Linked DNA regions of Sus scrofa: region 1 is linked to region 2. The links are chromatin contacts, called in public Hi-C maps. All regions are on one chromosome and are shown on one strand. The core of a region is the stretch at or near the end of the contact, and the rest is flanking DNA. Distances in the headings are between cores, read along the strand shown.

Evidence for each region. Hi-C and Micro-C count contacts between places; a contact is called where the count stands out from the background.
Region 1: a Hi-C map of mesenteric adipose tissue shows a contact between it and region 2, with 2.0 times the contacts expected there. The contact joins the promoter of APRT here to the enhancer-like site in region 2. A contact is called at or near these places in 1 of 5 promoter capture datasets (fetal skeletal muscle), 6 of 47 Hi-C or Micro-C datasets (fetal skeletal muscle, heart right ventricle, mesenteric adipose tissue and 2 more) and 2 of 2 datasets of contacts at active chromatin or transcription factors (alveolar macrophages and skeletal muscle).

The regions. Positions count from the first base shown.
Region 1 is chr6:888,811-895,115 of Sscrofa11.1, forward strand. APRT (adenine phosphoribosyltransferase) reads left to right here and starts at 1,462. Exons shown (of 4, transcript XR_002344435.1): 1 at 1,462-2,229; 2 at 2,332-3,725; 3 at 3,833-3,911; 4 at 4,056-4,468. GALNS (galactosamine (N-acetyl)-6-sulfate sulfatase) reads left to right here. Exons shown (of 14, transcript NM_213955.1): 14 at 452-1,327. The coding sequence ends at 538. CDT1 (DNA replication factor Cdt1) reads right to left here. Exons shown (of 10, transcript XM_021093641.1): 7 at 6,113-6,301; 8 at 5,758-5,898; 9 at 5,485-5,686; 10 at 4,567-5,100. The coding sequence ends at 4,937.
Region 2 is chr6:803,831-810,291 of Sscrofa11.1, forward strand. All of the region lies in intron 1 of CBFA2T3 (protein CBFA2T3), which reads left to right. Among named protein-coding and RNA genes, the nearest start is that of CBFA2T3, 28 kb to the left of the region's middle. Within about 2 kb of position 4,546, at least 13 of the 83 cell types and tissues checked have an H3K27ac peak or open chromatin away from gene starts, as enhancers often do. A contact at or near this core is called in mesenteric adipose tissue, where this site is marked.

The sequences.
Region 1 (6,305 bases), core at 212-2,711, 82 kb after region 2:
GACGAGGCGACACCACGAGGGCTTCCTCCCCGGGGGCATGAGAGTTCCCTTTCGTTGCGGGGAAAACATCGCCACACAAAGCAGGTGTGCCCGGGAAGGTGCTGGGGAGCCCTCACACAACAAGCAGTCTCTCCCTGGGCATCCGGGCCCAGCCTGCAGAGTTTTCCTTGGGAAGTCTGGGCCAGCGCCTCAGCAGCCTGGCTCCTTCTCTGCTACAGCGGCCGTGGAGGCCGAGGCTGTGCGCAGCTTGCTCACCCCTCCTGTTCAGCAGCAGACGGCCGTTAACAGCGGGCTGCTGGCTGCTGCGCCGGCCTCAGGCGCTGGGTTGCTTCCAGGCGGTGCCCGCTGGCTTGCACCCCACAGCTGTGGAGGTGGGGCAGGAATGGGAACTGCTGAGTCCAGAAGGGCTTAAATTAACTGCATGTTCTCTTTCTGAATTTTCATTCCCCAGAACTGGGCGCCCCCGGGCTGTGAAAAGCTGGGGAAGTGCCTCACGCCCCCGGAATCTGTCCCGGAAAAATGCTCCTGGCCCCACTAGCACCTGCTGGGCTGAAGCCACGTCCGGGATCTCCCCAGACCTGCAGCTGCCAGAGGCTCTGGCCTCTGGGCTCCAGGGCTGCCCTCTGCCCTGCCCAGTGCCAGCCTGCGCCACCTGCAGCCAGCAGCGGGACCTGCAAGGCCATGCCTGCGCGAGCCCGGGCCCTAGAGTCACTCCCTCTCAGCCTGCCGGATTCAGGCTGCCTGATTCTGCCACCTCTGGCCGCCATCAGCCCCTGAACCAGATGCTGCCTGTCTCACAGGCTCCCCCTCTGCTCCACCTGCCTTCCTGGCCGGACCGATCCAGGGCCCAGAGCGTGTGACTTGCTCTGGCTGCCCCAGCAGTCCGTGGTGTCAAGGAGGGTAGCTGTGCCAGTCCTGTGTCACCCCTTGCCATTATGCAGGGGGGGTGCCCTGGCCCCACCCCCCATGATGGGGGTTTGTGAACATGGACGGGGGAGCAGACCAAGATCCTCCCTGACCTGGATCCTCGGCAGCCAAGGCTTCCCGAGGCCGGTGGGGACAGCTGATGCCACCACCTCACCCCTGACGCCAGCACACTCTGGGCCTGTCAGTGCCTCACAGCTGCCCTGCTTGCCCTCCTCCCCTTGAGCCCAGGGTGGCAAAGCTTGACGATGAGCCTGGGCAGGTCTGTGCAGACTCCAGCCACCCCACCCTGAAAGCCTGGGGACCATATTTCCATTCTGCAGGTTGTCAGGCCAACTCTGCTGTTTTTAAGACTTGGGAAATTTTGAAAAAGCAGTTCTAGAATACAGGAACAGGCATTTTAGCTCTGGTTTGTTTTCTTTTTAGTGAGATGCGCTTTGGGGGCAGTTGTTGCCTCTGGTATGGTGGGGGCTGGAGTGGGCCGGGCCAAGCATCCCCCCCACTCCCCCGCTCCCCCGCTCTCCCAAGAGTCCAGCAGGTCTGGGAAGGGCTTCCACTTCTCCCTCGCCCCTGCCCAGGCCATTGGTCCTTCGAACTGCTCACCGCCTCGGGCCCTCCCCTCAGGCTTCCGCACCGCTCTCCTGCTCTGAACCCCTCCTCGGTTCCCCAGGCACTCGGCGCGCTCCTGGGGGAAGGCCCGGGCCGTGCCCTGTGTGCACACGCGCCCGGAATGCGCCCCGCCTCCCCGCCAATCCGCCCCGTGCGCGCGCCCCCCTCGCAGAACGCTGCAGGCGCTGAGCCGAGACCCGGGAGGGAAGGGAAAGCCGGTGCCCGCCCGAAACCTGGGGTGCCGGCCGTAACCACACCAAAGACCTGCGAGCAAGCGCCCTCGACTCGGACAAAACCTGATGAGGCTTTCCCCGAGAGCCCGGCCGGGCCCGCGCAGACGTCCCTGGGGCGGAGACGCCTCTGAGGAAACTAGCTCGAGTCTCAAAAAGGCTGGCACCTGAGATTCGATGAAATACGGTACTTCCTCCAGGGGCCGGCGGGCTCCGCCCCTCGGGCGCAGCCCCTCCCCGTGGCGCCCAGCCCCGCTCCTTCCGCACAGGCGCGGGATCGCGGAGCTCGCGCCCCGCCGCGCCCCTGGCGCTCCGCCCACCCCTCCTGCGCAGGCGCGGAGCCGCCGGGCCCGCCGCTCGTGCTCAGGACACGCGCGAACGCGGCGATGGCGGATCCTGAGCTGCAGCTAGTGGCGCGGCGTATCCGCAGCTTCCCCGACTTCCCCGTCCCCGGCGTGCTGTTCAGGTACGGGCAGCCGGGCCACGTGGGGCTGCGCGGCCCGGGCTGTCGGGGCGCGGGGGGTTCCGCGTGGGCTTGAGAGTCACCAAGCCCGTCCTTGCGTGCCAGGGATATCTCGCCTCTCCTGAAGGACCCCGACTCCTTCCGCGCCTCCATCAGTCTGTTGGCGAATCACCTGAAAAAGGCCCACGGGGGCAGGATTGACTACATCGCGGGCAAGTGGAGCGGCCGGCGTCCGCCGGGTCCCCGCGGCTGCTCACCGCTGTCACGCCCCGTGAGGGCGCAGCATCGGGGGCTCTTTTTCTTGGGCAGGGCAGGCGCGGGGAGGGTGGTCCCACCGCTTCTGCTGGCGGGAGGACGGGGGCGGCGTGTCGGGGGTCCTTCGGGGAACCCGCCGGGGCCGCGAAGGCGTGTGGGTTGTCATAACAGGCCTGCTGCCCCCCCTGGCAGCTCGGAGAGGGGTGGTAGCCCCGCACCCCCGGGTTCCCGGTCCCCAGCCCTGGAAAGGTGGGGCCGCAGGGAACTGCCCTGGGAATGTGCCCAGAATCCACCGGGGCCAGCCCGCTTTCCCGTTCCCCTTCTGTCATCGCGTATTGCGCGCACGCAGACCCTCGCCCCGGTGGAAGGTTTTAGGCAAGCCCAGGCCTGGGAGGACCCTGGCAGGTGGTGTCCCTCCTTGAGCGCCCCGCCCCTGATCCTCCGGTCGCTCCCGGAGGGCCTGAGGGGCCCCCGTATTGGCCTGAAGGCAGGGAGAGGCTGCGACTGGCGAATCCTGTGGCGGACTCTTGCCTCCAGAAGCCTTCCCCGCATTCCTGGGCGAGGCCGAGGCCCTGAGCTTCCCCTTCACAGCTCGGTCCACCCCGGTGCCGGTGCCCGGTCACTGCCTCTCCTGGACCGGGAGCTCCTGGGGCAGACCCTCCCTGCCTTTCAGCTAGCAGCCACCTCTGGTGTGCCGCTGAGCTTTAGAGAGGGGTCAGGGACTCGCCCAAGGCCACACAGCTGTTTACCAAGCACTGGGATGGCCCCCGCCTGGCTCCCGAGCTCCGCTCACCAGCCCCCAGCGCGCCCTGTGCGTGGTAGCACCAGCGTTCCCAAGCGAGGGGTGGCATAGGCCTTACCTTTGGAGCTAACAAAGGCACACGTCCTGTGTGGTGATAGCTGCTTGTCACTGTCCAGTCCTGACCCATGGGTACAACAGTGCTGCCCTGCCACACAGCTGCCCGCCCAACACCCCAGGTCTCGCCGACAGGCCTAGACTCCCGCGGCTTCCTGTTTGGTCCCTCCCTGGCCCAGGAGCTGGGCTTGGGCTGCATTCTCATCCGGAAGCGAGGGAAGCTGCCGGGCCCCACCGTGTCTGCCTCGTACGCGCTGGAATACGGGAAGGTGAGAAGGCTGCGGGCAGGGCTGCCTCCGTGGACCCAAGTGGAGCCGCCAAGGTTGGCGTGGACCCGGGAGCTGAGACGCTCAGGAGCTGGGCCGGGCTGACAGAGCCAGGAAACAGGGTGGGTTGGAACCTGGGGCCAGGCAGCAGCCCCTCACCAGCGGCCAGCTCTGCACAGCAGGGCCGCCTGGGGGAAGCCGCGGGCCACATGCCCACTTTCCTTTGCAGGCTGAGCTGGAGATCCAGAGAGACGCCCTGGAACCAGGACAGAGGGTGGTGGTTGTGGACGACCTGCTCGCCACTGGCGGTGAGGCTCCCCCCCGGAACACTCAGGCCTGGCGGCGCTGTTATCCAGTGGGGGTGGAGGCCGGGGTCTCGGCACTCTGGTCTCCCAGGGGGCTGCACGGCCTGCTGGGGGCCACCTCCATGCCACCCTCCCCGCCCCAACCAGGAACCATGCGTGCAGCCTGTGAGCTGCTGGGCCAGCTGCGGGCCGAAGTGCTAGAGTGCGTGAGCCTGGTGGAGCTGACCTCGCTGAAGGGCAGGGAGAAGCTGGGGGCCGTGCCCTTCTTCTCCCTTCTGCAGTTCGAGTGACCCTGCCTCTGCCCACCCCACCTGCCAGAGGGCCAGCCTGGTGGCTGCAGCGACGCCCTCCACAGGCCACCCGGGGGGCACTGGCCGCTCGCCTGGACTATTTTCTTTCGGCAGTTGAGGGACTTTCTCCAAGGCCAGCCTCTGCCCATGGCCTTCCTGCAGGCTCTGGAAGTGCCAAGGCCTGGAGTCGGGGCTGGAACTGGCCAACCCCCAGGCTGCTGCAGGCTAGTAGGTGGTGGAGTGGGGAAGAATAAACAACTTTCTAGAGCAGCACCTGCCTCCCAGTGTCTGAGGGAGGGAGGGAGAGAGGGAGGGAGGGTACTGCCCGCCCGGTTCCCCTTGCCGCGGTAATTCATCACACCAACATGCTGACTTTGAACGACTTTATCTCAGTTCTAGAGCCCAGTGTGAGGGGACAGGGCTGGTTCCCTCGCCTGGCTTCTCAAGGCCACCTACACACTGGTGGCCCTGGCGTCCTCTTCCAATCTCAGGTCCCGCGTCTGCCTCCCTCTCGCGAGGACCCGTGTGACACTACCTTGAGATCCCACGTGAGCATCTGGAAGGGCTCCTTCCAACCACTCTGCCCCCTGCCCCCCTGCATCTGTACGGCGGCAGTGGTGGCGTCTGCCGCAGCGGCCAGAACCCAGGCCAGCCAGACGCTCGTGGGGACTCAGGACAGCGTGCAAAGTGCATTGTGTTCGCAGAGGGCCCGGCGGTGCTGGCACGCCTCTGCCAGGCTCACAGCGCCGCCTCGGCATGGGCCAGGCTGGCCAGCCGCGCCGTGACACTTGCCAGGTCGGCAGCCTTGTCCAGCTTGACGTAGGTGTCGGCGCGGATGCGGTGGAGGCTGAGCCAGTCGGGCAGCAGCTCCGAGAGGAGCTGCACGTGCTTCTCCATCTCCCCTGCACAGAGAGGGGCCGCGTGAGGCTGGGCACCGGGGCCCTCTTGGCCCCGCCCCCCTGGCAAGATGGGGACGGACTCAAGCAGTGACCACACAGCCTCACCAAGGAGCTGACCCCGCCCTGGAGACTACGGTGAGAGGCTGCCTGCAGCTCGGAGGGGACAGGCAGTCCTGGGGGCCTCAGGGCTGATGCAGACACCGCAGGGCCAACAAGGACGGGCTGGAGGTTGGGGGCAGCCCCTCAAGGCTGCAGGAGCCGAGGGGGTGGGCAGAGCCTCAGGAGGTGCACACAGCAGGCGCTCAACACGGGTGGGGAATGGAGCAAATCCAGGGTGCCCCCCCTGAGGGGACTTAGGGACTCGGAGACAGGGAGGGCTGCACCCACCAAGGCTCATGGCTGCACGGTAGCTGCCCACCATCCTGGCACAGGCCACCTCCATGGTGAGTGCCGGCTTGCGCTCTGCCACGAAGACGCCGCGCAGCACGCGGGCCAGCTCAGGCAGCCGCTGCAGCCGCTGCAGCCGCTGCTCCTGTTCTGGCTGCCGCGTCATCTGTGCCAGCTGCTTCTGCGCCTCCTTGGCCCGGATCTGTGGTGGGCACGGAGCTGTCAGAGGATGTCTGTCTCACGGCCCACGCTGCAGGGACACCAAGCACTCACCCGCTCCAGCAGGGCCTGGGACACCCCCTTCAGGGCGGCAGGTGGGGTGGCTGGCGGGGTGGCTGGCAGTGCCAGGCTCGGGCACCCGGGGCTGCTAGGCTCAGCTGTGCGTAGGGCCAGGTCACTCAGGGCCTTCTCCATCTGCAGCAGGTCAGGGGGGAGGAGTCAGGAGAAGCTGCCCCCGGTCCAGCTGCAGGGAGGCTCCCCACCCGTCTATGGACCCCCAAGAGTCCTCCGTCCAGCCCGGGTTCCCCCCAGGACAGCAAGGGCAGGTCCTGCCACCCTGAGGCCCATGGCTGAGAGTGGAGCCTGGCAGGCACCGACATGGGGGTCAGGCCGTCCCCTGCGGCCTTACCCTGGGTGACATCAGGCTGCGGGCGCGGGCCAGCACCTCCTGGGCAGTGGCCACCTTCTCCACGGTAGGTGGCTGGGGCAGCTCGGCCGGCTCGATGTCAGGCACTTCGTCCACATTGAAGCGGGGGTGCCAGCGCATGAGCTGGTCCTCAGGCACCTCCATGGGGGGGTTCAGGGAAGCCAGGAAGGCCTGG
Region 2 (6,461 bases), core at 3,296-5,795:
CGCCGCTACCCTCGCGGGCATCCCTGCTCACAGAGCGGCGCGCGTCTCTGTCCCCGCTGCCCTCGCGCTCCCGCCCCGGCGCCCCGCTCCTATCCGCCCGCGCAGCCCCCACACGTGCGCTCGCGCCCCGGGCCGCCAGCTGCGCCCTCGGCCGAGTTCTCAGGGCGCGTCCGGGGGTCCGCGGCCGCCCGCGTGGCTGGGACGGCGGGGGCGGCCCTGGGCGTTGGGCGGCGGCGGGCGGAGCCCCTCTCCCGCGCCGGCCCCGCACGGAGCCCGGGCCCCTCTCCACGGCCCGCGCCCCGGGGGGAGCTGAGCGCCATGGGCGCCGAGCGGGTGGCAGGTGGCGCAGCAGCGGCGGCGGCGGCGGCGGCGGGGGGCACGAGGCGGAGGCGGGGCGCGCGGGGCGGGGGCCGCGGGGCCCCGTGAGACGCTCGGGCGAGCGCGCGGCAGCCGGAGCCGGAGCCCGCGAGCCTGAGGCGCGGCGGCTGGACCGGGCGCGGGCGGCGGAGGCCGGAGACCGCCCGGGGCGGCGGGCGCGCTTTGTTCCCGCGCGGGCGGCCCGGCGGGCGGAGCGAGCGGCCGGAGTCCAGCCCGGGTATGGGCCAGGCGGCCGCCCCGCGCGCCCCAGCCCCTCCTCGCGCCTGAGCGTGGCGCGGCGCGAGAAGACAGCGCGCGGATTGCCCCCAAGTTCCGGAGGCAGGCACCGAGTTGCAAGGAGAAGCCACTTCGCGAGAGCGCGACCGCCTCTCATCCGTCCCCGGACCTCCGGACCGTGAGTGCCCCATCCGTCCCGCGCGCTGCCGCCGCTGTCACCCCCGCTCCACCCGCGGCTGCTGTCCCGGGGTCTCCTTGAAGCCGCCCTGAGTGCAGGGGCCGCCCCAGCATCCCCTCCCCACTTTGCAAAGTTGGAGCCCACAGCGGGTGGGGCCAGCCCACCCAGCGCCCACCCGCTACCACCCCCCAGGTGAGCGGAGCTGGACTTTGGTGGGGGGTGTGGTCAGACCTAAGGTGGGACCAAAGGTGCCAAAGGTGGGGAGTCCTGCAGGTTCCCCTGCGGTGCCGGTGCTTCCCCACAAAGAGACCCCGGCCAGGTGACAGGGCACTGGTGGGGGGGCAACAGAGTGTGACCGTCGGAGGGGTGGGGGCGCCTGTGGCCAGGCTGGGGAGGAGGGCCAGAGCTCCCTCTAGCCCCTCCCCCTCTTGTTTTGGTCCCTGGACGGGCTGCTCAGCGCAGCAGCAGTTCAGCATTTTTCAGCTTGAAGTCTGCCCAGAGATCCCCGGGGGTCCCGCCCTCTCTCTGGGGCGGGGAGCAGGTCTTAAACAGCAGCAATGGGTCTTGACAGCCTGGGGGGCGGTGGGCGCAGCCCGGTGGCCGTGGCTCTGCTCACAGGCTTTGGGGACCGTCCATCTGCATGTTGGGCAGGCCGGGAGCCAGGCTGTGGGAACGGCGGGGAGGGCCAGATGGCTGGAAATTCAGCTCTAGACCGGGTTACGTGGAGCAGAAGGCAGCGGGGCTGGTGGCCAGGCACGCTCTCCAGCCCTCGGCTCAGAACACACAGCCCCAGGCTGTCCCTCCGCCCGGCCCATGGGAACCGCGAGCCCCCTCACAGGGGTGGGCAGACCCTTGCCACCGCCCCCCCAAAACAAACTATTCCCCCCCGCCTTGGCCTGAGGCTGGCGGACCTCAGGCCTGTTCCAGAGGCCAGGGAGGGAACTGTTTCCCTTGAGAACCGAGAGCTTGTGCTTCGGTGGGGGTTCTGAGCAACCGTCAGGGCCCGACTTTGACCCGTGGCCAGGACGCCAAACCATTACGTCTAACTGGGCGTGTGTTTCCTGGACCCAGAAACAGGAGGTTCCCAGGGTGGCCGCCCTCAGAGGACGGGTTGTGGCCGGGACAAAGGGAGGCAGCTGTTTTCTCTGTCCCTGCGTCGCTCTTGATAGTTGCCACAAGATTTGAGAAACTTCTTGAGGCTGGGCCCCAGGGGGTCTGCCTGCTCCCGCCCTGAACGCCAGGCAGACTCCGGCGACCCTTCTTGGGCAGGGGCAGGAAGGCTCTGCCACACTCCTGGGTGCCTGCCTTGAGGGTTGGCCGTGTGACAGGCGCTGGGGTCTCGCTCTGTCACCGCACCTCCGCCTTCTGTCCTCTAGATGGGGGGCCCGGGAGGCAGTGGGTTCTGTGCTGTGCAGCCGACAGCCCGCTCCCTCTTGCCAGGCCGCTCTGGTCGGACGGAAGGAAGAGAGGGTGGGATGCTGAGCACGGGGACAGGTGGGCGCGCCGTGCCCCCGGGAGCTGGCAGGCTGGGGAGGGGGAGACCCACTAGGCCTCATTTTCTGGCGGAATCCTGCTCTCTCTGGAGGTGCCTTGATCTGTGTTTGGTGGCAGGAAGCGACATGGTACCGGGTTGCTCAGAAGCCCAGCTAGGGCCGGCAAGCTGGAGGGTCTGAGGGGACGCCTTCCTCCAGGGCCCTCTGGGGCTGCCTCGGGCCACCCACCAGCCCGGCCTCTGTCCCTGGGTTATCCCAGTAAATCAGGTTACCACCTCCAGGAAATCGCTCCGATTTGGCCCCACGTACTTTCATTTCTGCATGACTGGAAGAAATTAATTTTCCTTCCTACGCAAGGATCTGGAGACGCCGGCAGGCCTGGTCACTAATCCAGAAGCTCCAAGCCAGCAGGGCTGCCGCGGGGGCCAGCTTGGAGCGCGGGTCTGGGCAACGGGGGAGGGTGGGTGAATTGGATTCTTCCGAATTCCCTCGCCGGTCAGTGTGTGTGTGTTTGGAATCCAGGACGTGGGCCTGGAGAAGAGCTGGCACACAGTAGGTGCTTAATTAGTGGCGCCCTGGGAGGGAAGGGGTGTTCCCAGGGGCAGCTGCACCCTGACTGCTGCACGGGTCCCACCCGAGAGTGGCTGGTCTCCCGGGGGCCAGGCCCTCTGCGCAGCCGCACACTGCGCTCTCGCTCACTGTCCAGGTCTGGGGACAGCCTGCCGGATGGTGGGACGTTCGGGTTTCACTGATGCCCAGGGAGTTGCAGGCTGCCCATCCCGCAGGGGCTTCCAGGCCCGAGTGCGGCCCTTGCTTCTGTCCCATCAGCAGCGGCTGCCTGGCCTCCCTTTGTCTGTGGCCCTCGCCCTGCCAGCGTTCCTCCCACACCTGCTGGCTGCTGACAAGGCCCCAGGTGGCAGAGCCCTCACCTGCGTGCAGCCTCAGGCACGTGGGAAGCAGTTGTGACTGACATCAGGCAGTGGCGTCACCTGGGGCCGGGGCCGCCTGGGATCAGGGCTGGGGAGGGAGGGCACCGCGCCCTCTCTGGGTCAAGGACGCTCAGGGCAGCCCCTCCCCCCACCACCCTGGGAGGGGGGTGGTTGTCATCCAAGGCCCTCTAGCAGCCACTGGATGTTGTCTGGCTGTTGTGACCGGGTGTCTCCATGTGGCATTGCTCTTGGGCAGCTGGTGCTGCCCCCCAGACCTGAGGGGTGGAGGTGGGCCGGCCGAACTCTCTAACTTGTAAATGCTGGAACGTGGCCACAGTTGTAGCTCCCAGACGAAACTGGTCCAGGAAGGCTCTTGTCGCCCTTTGCTGCTTCAGGGACCGTCATTGCAGGCAGGGGGTAGGGAGATGATAAGGTGGCACCGAGAGAAGCTCACACGCCTGTGGCAGCTGCTTCCTCCTTTGACCTCGGGGCAACCCTGAAGGTGGGCGTCCTGGCTCTTCCATTCTCCAGCCGGGGCCACTGAGGCCAGGAGCAGTTCACCAGAGGCAGGTGCCACCCTCGCAGACGGAGCCAGGACAGGCTGCTGGAGCTTTCCACCACGATCAGACTGCAGACGGCCAGTGTGGGGGCTGCAGGCGTGCTCACTTAGAGCCCCCCCGTATCGGGCGTCCTCCTGCCTTGAGCCTGTGTGTCTGGGGGAGGGGCAGAGGAGGCCCGAAGCTTGGGATGGGTAGCTGTCCCTCTGGGCTGTGGCCTTTGAGGGCCCACGCCCACTGGGGGCAGCTCAGAGCCACTGGCCCAGGCTCCTCTTTGGACCGTGTCCTGGGAGACTGGGTCAGCGGCGTCGGGGCCAGACTGAGCGGGCACCACGCTGCGTGTTCTGGGCATCAGTGCTCGCCGGCCCGGCCCTGAGGCTCCGGGTCACCCCAGGACTTGGAGACAGTGGACCACACCTCCAAGTCCTTTCTGGGCATCAGGCTCCCAGACTTCTGGGCAAACGGGGCACCTGATTTCTCTGCCCTGTGGCTCCGAGGCCGGGACTCTGCTTGGTGTGGCCTGGATGTGGCAGTGCAGAGAGCAGGGTCCCCAAGCCAAGGACACAGATGCCAACATGGGCTTTTCGTCTGGAACGAAATTCTGGGGCTGGACGTCCCCCTCGTAGCCTCGGTGGAGAGACCCAGGCGAGGTGCTGGGGCGGGAGCTCAGGGTGAGGAACGTGGGGAGACCTGGGCCCCCAGTTCGCGCTTCTGCATTCACAGCCCCGGGGCGGGGGTGCCGCGCTGGGTGGAGCCCCGGAGGGCGTGCTGTGTGCAGCCGTTTCCTGCAGCCATAAAACAGAAGCGGGCCTTCTCTTTTGTCGTCCTGGAACCGCGCGGTGAGCCAGCTGTCAGTGGAAGGGAAGCTGAGACGCACTTGGCTGCAATAAGGAAGACGTCTCCGGGAGAGGCCCTGCGGGCCCCCTGCTGCTCACCCACAGGCCCTGGGTGTTTGGGGTACCCCAGGCTGCCCCCAAGGCGGGAGCATGGGGCCCGTGGCAGGAGCAGGCTTGGGGAGGATTCTGGCCCTGGGTGTCCTTCTGTTGACTCGGGCAGAGGAAAGTTCCCAGGGGAGCGGGTGTGGGGAGCACGGCTGCCGACAGAGCAGGAGGGGAGCTGTTCCCGCGACCCCCGCCATCCAGCTAGGAGGGCTCCTCGTGTACCCGACAGCCCTGGGCCCCGCCCACATGGGACCCACAGGGAGGTGCTCGCCTGGTGGTCCTGACGCGAGAGCACCCAGGGAAGCCAGGGTGAAGCCAGGGAGAGGCCTCTGTCCACTCTGGCCCCTCTTCCAGCCCGGTGGGGGCGGGGTTGAGAGGCCAGAGGGCCGGGGGTCCTCCGGACCTGAGGAGGCCACCTCCTCCGTCCACCTCGGGGAGCCTCTGCTCTGTCCCCAAGGCTGTGGGGAGGGGCAGGACACTGCCTTTGGCTTCTCCGAGCCCTACTGCTTGGATCTGAATCCTGATTCCCCTCCCAGAAGCTGTGTGACCATCAGCAAAGCCCTCACCCTCTCTGAGTCTAGGGCTTTAATGCAGGACGCAGTCACACTGGCTCTCCCTCCTCGGGCTTTGACGAGGGTGAAAGATCACATGTATCCGGCTGGTTTCTGACTCGTGGATGTGTCACGCCCCATCTCTGGAGGACACTCAGTGCTGTCCAGGTCTCACTGCTGGGGTGGCACCGGGTGCCACCCAAACCCTTGCTCCTCCAGTTCCCAGCCTGCCCTGTGCAGGTGGCTAACCCTCCCCGCACCTGCGTCCTCCTGCCCAAACCGGGTGATCCGGAGGCGGAGGCCGTGCCCTCCAGTGCAGCCCAGGCCTCCCCCTTCTCACACATGCGGGCACAGCAGGCTCAGAGCCAAGTTGGGCGGGGGTGGGGGCTGGGGGCCATGCTCCACTCCCTTCCCTTTTCACGGGGCGGGGGGAAGCAGGCTGCGGGCGTCAGGCACCCAGCTGCTTGGTGGCCGAGGGGGACTCCAGCTCAGGAGCCCAGGTTGTCTGAGCCCAGAGCCTCTGTGTCTGCGCCACACCTGGGTCCCCGCACGGCCAGTGCCATCCCCACCCACTTCTTGGGCTCCTGAGCCTGCCCTGGGCCAGCCCGGACCCACGAGCACGGGGAGTGCTGGGCCCTTTCCTCGCAATGTCACGGCGGGGCCTTGGCTGCCCAGGCCCGGTAGGGGCAGGGCTCACCCCTGAGCTGGCTGAGCTGGGCGGGGGTAGGGCCGGCATCCGGGTGCCAACTGGTGCCCACCAGACTGTTCCGGCCACACAGACGTGGACGGGTGGAGAGGACGTCTGGGAGGAGGGTAAAGGGCGTGAGGTGCCACCCGCACTCTCGCTGTGCGGCAGCAGGCGCCTGCTGTGGGTGACGGCGCCCTGCTTTGGAGTTGGCTGTCTGCTGGAGCAGACGGGCTGGCATTGCAGGCACTGCTTTTACGCGGGGAAGGCCTGGGCTTCTGAAGGCTCGGGGCCGGGGTCTGGGCTGAGCCCCTGTCCACGCGGCCCACGACCGCCGGTCTGCCTGCCCCCTGCTCTCTGCCCAGGTGACTCCCGGGGGTCCAGGTGGACGTGCCTGGAGAGTCCCCCTGCTCCTCGATGGCCTCTTTAGGTGCAGGCGTTTCTTTGGATGGTCCAGAGGCTTCACAGAAGTTTGGAGTTTGGGAAGTTCCGGTTGTGGCTCAGTGGAAGCGCGCCCAGCTAGTGTCCATGAG